Linked DNA regions of Mus musculus: region 2 is linked to region 1. The links are chromatin contacts, called in public HiCAR-type maps. All regions are on one chromosome and are shown on one strand. The core of a region is the stretch at or near the end of the contact, and the rest is flanking DNA. Distances in the headings are between cores, read along the strand shown.

What was found. HiCAR-type assays count read pairs that join an accessible place to other places.
Region 2: a HiCAR-type map of fibro-adipogenic progenitors shows a contact between it and region 1, with 2.4 times the contacts expected there. The contact joins the promoter of Atrnl1 here to the enhancer-like site in region 1. A contact is called at or near these places in 8 of 39 promoter capture datasets (the 3T3-L1 cell line, the C10 cell line, cranial neural crest and 4 more), 2 of 484 Hi-C or Micro-C datasets (both in uterus), 19 of 115 datasets of contacts at active chromatin or transcription factors (bone marrow-derived macrophages, craniofacial prominence, embryonic basal ganglia and 13 more) and 3 of 9 other capture datasets (adipose tissue, liver and pancreatic islet).

The regions. Positions count from the first base shown.
Region 1 is chr19:57,435,051-57,439,655 of GRCm38.p6, forward strand. No RefSeq gene overlaps it. Among named protein-coding and RNA genes, the nearest start is that of Trub1, 16 kb to the right of the region's middle. Within about 2 kb of position 1,816, at least 21 of the 459 cell types and tissues checked have an H3K27ac peak or open chromatin away from gene starts, as enhancers often do. A contact at or near this core is called in fibro-adipogenic progenitors, where this site is marked.
Region 2 is chr19:57,608,729-57,613,333 of GRCm38.p6, forward strand. It overlaps Atrnl1 (attractin like 1), which reads left to right and starts at 2,306. Exons shown (of 29, transcript NM_181415.4): 1 at 2,306-2,915. The coding sequence starts at 2,626.

The sequences.
Region 1 (4,605 bases), core at 566-3,065:
ACTGTGGCATGCACAGGCACACACCCTGTAGTGATGAGAAATCATTTATTTTAAGAATTCAAAACCCGAAAGCTCAAATAAAAATCTTTATGGGTGGATCGAGAAGCAGAAGGGCAAATACCCCTAACATTGAAGTACATGGATATCAGCCATGGCGAGAAACATGTAGCCTAACCTTGCCATGTGCTGAAGGCCTTGTCTGCATTAAGACACACCCCTTACAAGGTAGACAGACACGGGATAGTTAAGTACCACGAGACTCCCATTCATTTTTGGTTACACACACACACACACACACACACACACACACACACACACCTTTGTAGTAACCCACTTGGCAGCCAACTTCTTTTACCTACTATGCGCACACATCCCTCTCCACATGTTGCGTGAAGCTTCACTCTGCTGCCTATGCTCTGAGAACAGACCCTGCTGCCAGTCCTGCCCAGCTTCCCTCTAACCCATGGATAAAACACACACACACACACACACACACACACACACACACACACACCGAGTTGTTCAGTTTCAACTTGCCTTTTGACACAATTGCTGGGCCTTACTTATTTCCCACTTGGAAAAGTGTGCCCTTATCAATACTCTTAGCTCCACACCTCTCCACCTGCCCTAAACTTTAGTTGATCAGTTACATCCAGTTCTTGCTAACCACTGACCACCAGTCTGCAAAAGCGGCCTGTGTGGCGACTCCATTTTGAGATCTAACATGGCTGCCCAACTTTTCTCCATCAGAACCCTGATGAACTCTCCTCTCACCTCCTTGCACCCTTCTCTTGCCCCCTGGATCTGGACGTCCAGCCTATTCCTTCCACCCAGTCATTGGCCCATGGCTTCTTTACTGACAGGTCAAGAACAATTGGGGAACAGGACTGCCCCTACATCCACACAAGGCACCTAGTAACCTGAGAGCCCCTCTACCCCCTCTACATCGGGCTACAGATGTAGTATGGTAGTATGAATACCCTGGCAACAATCAAATCTAGTTTCTATGCCAGTGTACTAAGGCACAAAGACTAGGAACACAGAACTCAGTGTATGTAGAGAAAGGTGAAAGTGTGCCCTCTCACTGCTTGGATAAATACTCATCTTATGCAAAACTGGATGTGTGTATGATTAAAATCAGAAGGCATATGTACAGCTGGAAAATGATTATGTAGCCTAAGCTACTTACACTAAAGTAAAAACCACCCAAGTCAGCTTCTATATAACCGGTTCTTCATAACCCAGTTCCCCGTCTCTCATACCCCATGAAAGGCAACTCCAGACAGTGCTCAGTGCTCAGTGCTCTCGAACACTCACACACTTTGCCTGCTGTCTGTCTCCACAGCATCCTTCTTTAATCTGTCCTATCACATTGTTCAAAATACTTTGCTTCTTTTGTGAATCCACGTGAAACGGTATTTTCAATTCTTTACCAAGAGGTCAAGAACCCGAGACATCCAGCCAACCACGGGACACGATTACAGTACTGCAGCAGTTTGCTAGAGCAGCAAGCCAGCAGCTGAGGCCTCGGAACATGGGGGAGAGGAGAAGAATAGACGGTTGGGTTATGCGACAGACAATGTGGAATCACCCTGAACATGTTCCTGTTTTGAAATCTTGCATCAGAACCAGAGGTCAGGAGAGGGTTGGTCACCAGAGACCCACTCAGAGTGACCTGCGTATTTCTGGTTATTACAAAATGAAAAGTGACCCTGGGACACAACTTACTTCACCAATTTGAGGACTACATCTGGGACTCATCACGGTTTTGATGCAGAGCCAAATTCTGTCCAAGGTTTTTATAACGGACTCGGGATGAATTGTGTGAGTGTATGTCCGTGTAGGCCCTAATCTCTGTCTTTGTCACTGACAAAGGAGGACGACTGTAGGGAACATTCTCTCTCTCTCTCATGTCTTGCCAGAACTCAGGAAGATTCATCTCCCGCCCAGAATAACCAGTTGTTTGCGTTGATAATTCTTGGAAAGCTCTTGAAGAGCTACATTTCATTGTTTCCCAGGACTTTCTTCCTCCCTTCTTAATTAGGGAGATTACTACTTGAAAAATGAGCGTGTTTTTATTGCAAGGGGAATTATAATAAATCTTATAAATTTAAACTAGGAATCAAAGCCCCACTGAGTTGGGAGGAAATCAAAGGACTATAAAATCTCTCTCATTCATTCTCCCGCGGGCAGTCCGACTCTTCTGATGTCAGCCTAGGCCTGCATTCTTGTCATAATGGGCTGAACTCTGCAGACATGCAAAACGAAACATTGCTGATGATACACGCAATGCCAACGCTCACAAATATTTAACATGTCATAGGGGAGAAGGTTGTTACTAAACACCTTGGAGTTTATCAGCTTCCAGGACTGAACATCTTAGAAACTTGTATCCAATTGAAAAAAAAAATTTCAAAACTCCCAATTAAAGCGTGGTAGGAAACTTTCAGAATTCAATATGATGGAAATTAGAATTTCATATAAAAACAAGGACTGGTTCCTCTGTGCAGTTGTAAACCTGCACATTTTCTTTCACTCCTTCCTAGAAGTAAGAGAGAATTACTTCAGAGAGCAGTGGTCGTTGTCAATTCTATCTAGAGAAGTAATTACCCTGCTAAATATCCTCAGAGCACGGAGCGTGGTATCCTAACTGGAGCGCGGTGTCCTGACCGGAGCATAGTGTCCTGACCGGAGCATAGTGTCCTGACCGGAGCATAGTGTCCTGACCGGAGCATAGTGTCCTGACCGGAGCATAGTGTCCTGACCGGAGCATAGTGTCCTGACCGGAGCATAGTGTCCTGACCGGAGCATAGTGTCCTGACCGGAGCATAGTGTCCTGACCGGAGCATAGTGTCCTGACCGGAGCATAGTGTCCTGACCGGAGCATAGTGTCCTGACCGGAGCATAGTGTCCTGACCGGAGCATAGTGTCCTGACCGGAGCATAGTGTCCTGACCGGAGCATAGTGTCCTGACCGGAGCATAGTGTCCTGACCGGAGCATAGTGTCCTGACCGGAGCATAGTGTCCTGACCGGAGCATAGTGTCCTGACCGGAGCATAGTGTCCTGACCGGAGCATAGTGTCCTGACCGGAGCATAGTGTCCTGACCGGATGAATGTTTTACTTCAACCTCAGCAAAAAGATGTAATTGTTCTCTCACTGGAAGTACAGAATCAAGTAGTTCCTTAAAAACCACAGAAAAACTTTCTGCGTAAATGCAAGAAAGGGGGGTGCATTGTAAACTTTCAGAGGATATTGAGAATGACCAAGCCTGTGTCTTTCTCTAGACTCTAAAACATAGCTTGTCTGGAGGCCATTCCCCCCTACTAAAGGAGAGTGGAGAGAAGGCCCATTGTTTCCAAATGAGTCGCTGGACACAGGTGTCCAGCTGTAGGTTTTATTTCTTTAACTGCAAAGGCCAGAGTCCGGTTTCATTTCCTATTATATCTGTGACCAGCTAACAGTGTTTGAAAAAGACCTCATTCCAAGAATGTACACCACACGCTCGATGCCATCTGAGGCAGAAACTAATTCTCCCTGTCTCTACCAGCAGCCCAGAGCCATCATAAATAGCCTTGCTTGGCCAGCAGGGCCACTCTGTCTGCAGTGTAAGCTTGGCTCTGAAGTCTGACCTTGTGTGACATCATTGACACTGTTTTTAAAGAGATTTAGTTTTAGTTACGGACATGCATGTGTGACTGAGTAAGGGTGTGGGTAGGTAAGGAGTGCAGTTGCCGTGAAGGCCAGAAGAGGCCTTGGATCCACTAGAGATGGAATTACAGGCAGTTACAATTGCCTGAGATGGATGTCGGTCCATGATGATGGATGGAGAGGACTGAATCCGGGTCTTCTTAAGAAAGCTCTATGTCTCTTAACTGAGCCAGGTCTCCAGCTCCAAGATACATGATATTTGTTCATAAAGACCTGCTAAGCGCTCTCTTAGAAGCCATGGAAGATAGATTGTACCTCTTCAGATGATATCGAGCCACGGAATTGTTCTCTGTGGGGGTGGGGTGCTTCCTGAGTCACGCTGCCTCACGCACTCCCTTCCTGGTGTAACGCTGGCTACATTACTAACTAACTAACCACGGACAGACAGCTAGTCCGATAGCTGCGGTGTGTTGCCCGAGGCCACTTTCATCTCTCATTGGAGGCTGGCCAAGGAATGAGCATCTCATCCACTCCAGCTTCTGTAACTGACGTAATGAAGCACCTTCCGAGGCTCATTATGGAGAGAATCCCGTGCACGATGCAGCGCACGCAAAGGCACACAGGTGGGGTACGCATGACTGTGGGATGTGCGCAGAGGCCAGAGGAAGGCATCTTGTGTACTCTTTTATTATTCTCTACCTTATTTCCTTGAGGCAGACTCTCTCCCTGAACCTAGAGTTCAAGTTTCATCAGCTAGGCTGGCAGCCAGTGAATTCCAGTTCAAACCATGCCAGGGTTGCAGGCAGATGTGGGGCCACACCCAGCTCCTTACTTAGGAGCTAGGAGCTGAATTCCAGTCCTTGGGCTTGCATAACAAGTGCTTTGAGCCACTGAGCCTTATCTCCAGCCCCTTTATTTGGGGCCTAGCCTGGCATCAGTCTTGCTACATAGCTGT
Region 2 (4,605 bases), core at 1,056-3,555, 170 kb after region 1:
ATAGTTGCTCATAAAACGTCAACAGAAACAGTTCGAAGGAGAAAGAGGATATAGGCGAAGCAGAGATTTGGTGTGATCCTTATGTGAATCCTTTCATATGAATTTAATGTATTCAAGTGTATTCGAAGGGTACTATTGAGAGGAGGCCTTTGGGGCTGCACGTTCAGTGTACGGTGAATGATTACAGTGGTCAGATGGCAACAGATGTGTGTTTTTAATGGGCAAACCCTTCACTCAAATACACGCCCCAGTCGGCGTGTGGCTGAGCTGTGAACTCTCTTGTTAGAGAGACAGACTCCCGTGTACCCTTTGAATTACCTTTATTCACGAGAGGGATTAAGAATTGACCACTTTCCACACGTCTGAAAGTGACACTACCTTAGACGTGAGAAAGATGTAGCTGACTTTAAACTTCAGCTGGTAGGAAGAGAAGAAGAAAGGAAAAGCCAAGGAGATTGTCCACCAACAGAGGATCCTAAAGGGTTTGGATTTCCTTTTCCTTTTTCTTTTTGTCACTGCAGTGAAAAGGAGTGGCCTCTAACAAGATCCTCTTAACTCTGCCCCCCTCTTTCTGAAGAACACCAGAATGTGGAAAAGGTGGGAAAGTATGGGGCAGGCCAAATTTCAGGCTCTACAGGACATGGCTCACACTATTGTGTCCCGGAAATGGATTTTTTTTTTTTTTTTTTTGTACAAGTGAGAATCAGCTGCCTTTCTTCTTTTGGGAAGGAGCCTTTTTTTTTTTTTTTTTTTTCCAGGACTTTTGTTTTCCTCTTAAGTCATTGCTGAGGTATTTGCAAACCAAGCCAGCCAGCACTTATGTTTTATTCACCAAAGGAGAACAAAGCAGCTGCAAACAGAAGTGGGCTGATAAACATTGAAAACGCACACAAGTTAGAGGACTTGATCCGTTTCTGCTACCAACACGCACCTCAGCCTTTCTCATGCTATTCCCTCATCTGCGAAATGGGGTTAATAGAGGATTTTCTCTGTGAATTGGGATGATGGAGATTAAAAGAGATGACGTGGGTACATTATTCCCAAAATAAACTCGGAGTGAATCTTAACAATAATATTATGACTGTGGTTACAACCAAAACTTTTCTGCTCCAGCTGTCAGAAATGTCTGGTGAGTTTCACAATCTTGTTCGTACCGCCTGCTCCTTGGTGGAGCTCCAACAACTCTCGAGGGTGCTTGCCTGCAATTTGTGCACAGCTTCCTCTCAAGGGTTCAGCTAACAGGCCCGTATAGAGAAAAGTAGAAGACATATCTCAGCTTATGCAATTAAATCTTGGAAAGTCATCTCAAGGAAGAAATAGATGCCGCTGAAAACGGGAAAGGGCCCTTTCTGGAAATCACTTCTGCTTTTCTGAAGGAAAAAAAAAAGCCCCGATGTCGCAACATTTTTCAAGAGAGAATAGTGTCCCAGACGAAGGAGGAAACATAGACAAGAGAAAAGAAGATTTGGTGAGGTTCCGAGGCAGCGTCGGGAGGGGTGGCTCTCGGAGCAGTTCTTTGTTGGGCATGAGGAGCCCCGATTGGGCGATAAAGAGCCGCCGCGGCTGAGGTCGCCCCACGGGAGCAGCTTCGCGCCCCATGCAGCCCCTCACCCCACTCCGCCCTGTCCCTGCACCCCATAACGTGGTCAGACCGCGGTGCCTTTAAGACTTTGCTGGCTGCACATGCTCAGCTCTTTGTGTGTAGTTGGGAGTTTTTAAGAAAAAAAAAAAAAAGAAGAAGAAGAAGAAACGTGCAGGAGACTCGGGGAGCGCTGGGGCGGGCGCCTCACTTTTGCAGCCCGCGGAGTACAAGGTTGCCTTCCTGCCGAGGCCCCGAGGTCGGAGTGGGTTTCTCCTCCGTGGGCTCCGCGGCGCGGGCCACACCTGGGGACGCACTCCCAGCGGTGCCCGCCGGCCGGGTGGGCGCGCGGGGGAGTCCCAGGTCCCCGTCAGGGGCCGGGCGAGACCACCGCGCCCGGACCGAGGGGGGGGGAGTGGCCACGAGAGTGCGTACGCACAAGGCTGCGGGGACGTCTCTCCGCAGTTTGGGCTGCGACCGCGGCCACAGCAACTGTGTCTGGAGGACGGAGGGAAGCAGGCTGCTGCGGTATCTCAGGCTAGCAGGAGTACCGCCGGGTACCGACAGCCGCCCTCCCCTCCCCGCGTGCTCCTGTTGGACGCGCCCATCTCGGGGGCTCCCGCGCGGCCCCGCCCTCCCGGGCGAGCCTCGGCATTCGGCGCGGGGCGCGGGCGAGGCGGGGCCGTGCGGGTCCCCTCCCCCTTCCCGCCCGGTCCCCTCCCCCTCGGGTCCCCTCCGGAGCGCGGGGCGCCGCCGGCTCTTCGCTCCGCTCCCGGAGCTACCGTGGCTGCAGGGTTCGGCTCGCCGAGGACAAGGTCAGGGGAGCGGGCGGCGATGCCCGAGTGTGACTGGAGGCAGCCGACCGGAGGCCGCCGCGCCTGGGATCCGCCGCTCCGGACCGGTCAGCGGGACGGGGGTCGGCGCCGTTGAGGAGCCGAGGAACAGCAGCGGCGGCGGCGAGGTCCTCTGCGGCCGGGATCCCCGCTCAGCGGCATCCCCGTGCGCTCCCGCGAGCGCAGCCCCGCCGAGCCGGGACGCCGAGGAAGATGGAGCCGGGGGTCCGGGCCCGCTCGGGTGCCCCGCAGCCGGCCTCCCCGGTGCTGTGGAGGGCTCGGCCGGCGGGCGGTGGGGGCGCCTCCTCCTGGCTGCTGCTGGACGGGAACAGCTGGCTGCTGTGCTATGGCTTCCTCTACCTGGCGCTCTATGCTCAGGTGTCCCAGTCCAAGCCCTGCGAGAGGACTGGCTCCTGCTTCTCCGGTCGCTGTGTCAACTCCACCTGCCTGTGCGACCCGGGCTGGGTTGGGGACCAGTGCCAGCACTGCCAGGGCAGGTTCAAGTAAGTGCTACCGTGGGACCCCAAGCCTCAGCCCTGCCCCGCCAGCGTAGCTCCCCGCCCCGCTCTGGCCTCGGGGTCCCCGGGAGGGGGCCCTACGCTGCGCCCCTCCAGCCTCCGGGTGCCCCGGGGAGCTCCAGCAGGCGCCCAGCCCGGGCTGACTCGGTGCTTTCCGCATGTCCTCAGCGGCTTGTCATCCTCTGCGCAGAAAGAATGTTCTCACTCCAATTCGTGCCAAACTCCGCCAATTAGGACAGTATCTGTTTCCATCAGAAACGGAGGAAATAACTCATGAAAAATCCATGAACATTGTGAGAAGTCAGAGGCGTCAGGGTTTAAAGTTGTGGCCCAGCTCCTTCCCTGTGCTGTTCCTCTAGTCAGAGAGCACGCCTCGGTTTAGTAATCGTCGAGTGTGGTAAATAGGGTTTACAATGGGCAAACTACGATCTGTACCTTGTTATAAGTTTCTAGGTTGGTCCTCTCACCCATTTCCCCATAAGTCTATAACTTACTGGAATTTTACGCCTTCTATCCAGAACCTACAGAGAGAAATCCAGGCAGCAATTTAAGTTAACTCGATCAAGGTTATGCAGAAAATGCTGAGTCGTGATTCCAGTCCAGCCAGCTTCACTCCAGAATATGCATTTAGAGGTGTTGGGTTTATCAGGACAGTCATGGCTTTGTGTGACTTTTGACAGGTGTATGGGGGACAGCAGTTTGGTTTTGCTGAAAAGCAAGGTGCTAAGGAGCCTGCATCTCTGGGGAAGAGACACTTCTCCCTATTGGCTGATGCTTATTAGATTTCTGCCTCTATAAAAAGAAGTGGGGTGGCCGTTGGGAAGGCGGAGAAGTGGGTTTCTCTGAGAAACTGCAGGAAAGCGGTCACCGAGAAAGCTTGTCCTAGATATTTAACATGAAGTTTACGGCTGATTGTGGTTGTGAAATAATACTATGTAGATGGCTAGTATTTGTTGTGGAGATGAAAGCAGAATCTAGGTAAAGTATCTCTGGCTTTGAGCCAAAGGTAAGAATATGGCTGACATTATTAATCTATTTCAGGGTGGTTTCCTTGGCGTTTTAATCACAGCATAGTTTTCTTTACTTTCTTTCCCACATTTTTACTGTTGCTCGCTAGAGCAATACCCCATATTAAGTGTAAAAAAATGTTTGTCTTAAATGACACTTTGAAATTTTAAGTAGATTTTATTCTTTAGTTTTTGGTTTTGGTGGGAAATCTTAGGTGAAATTTCATAAAATTGGTTTGGAGCAGTAAGTATTTCCAGAGTTCAAAGTTTTAGGAGTGAATACATAACTTTTACAGATACCTTTAAAGTAATTTAAAAAGAGAGGTGCCACTGAAAAGTTTAAAAAAGTTTACAATGAGAAAGCAAGATCTGATTTTATGATGCCTCTTGAGTAGCATTAGTTCCCCTGTCGGTGATAGTGTTAGCCAGCCAGCCCTTTTACTTGTTAAGAGGATATCTTGTGGGAGAGAGCAATGGACAAGGAAAAAGCTACACTCACTTGTCCAGGTTTTCTACAGAGTAGGATTGTTTGTAACGTTGTGGCGGTGAGTTAGCTCCATTTATCTGAAGAGGCTATGAAGCACCACCGCCTGAGACCTTCCGTCCAGTCCTGTGTTTTGGAGTAGGGATGCTTGTTAACAGCCAGATAGCTAGATCAGCACTCTGTG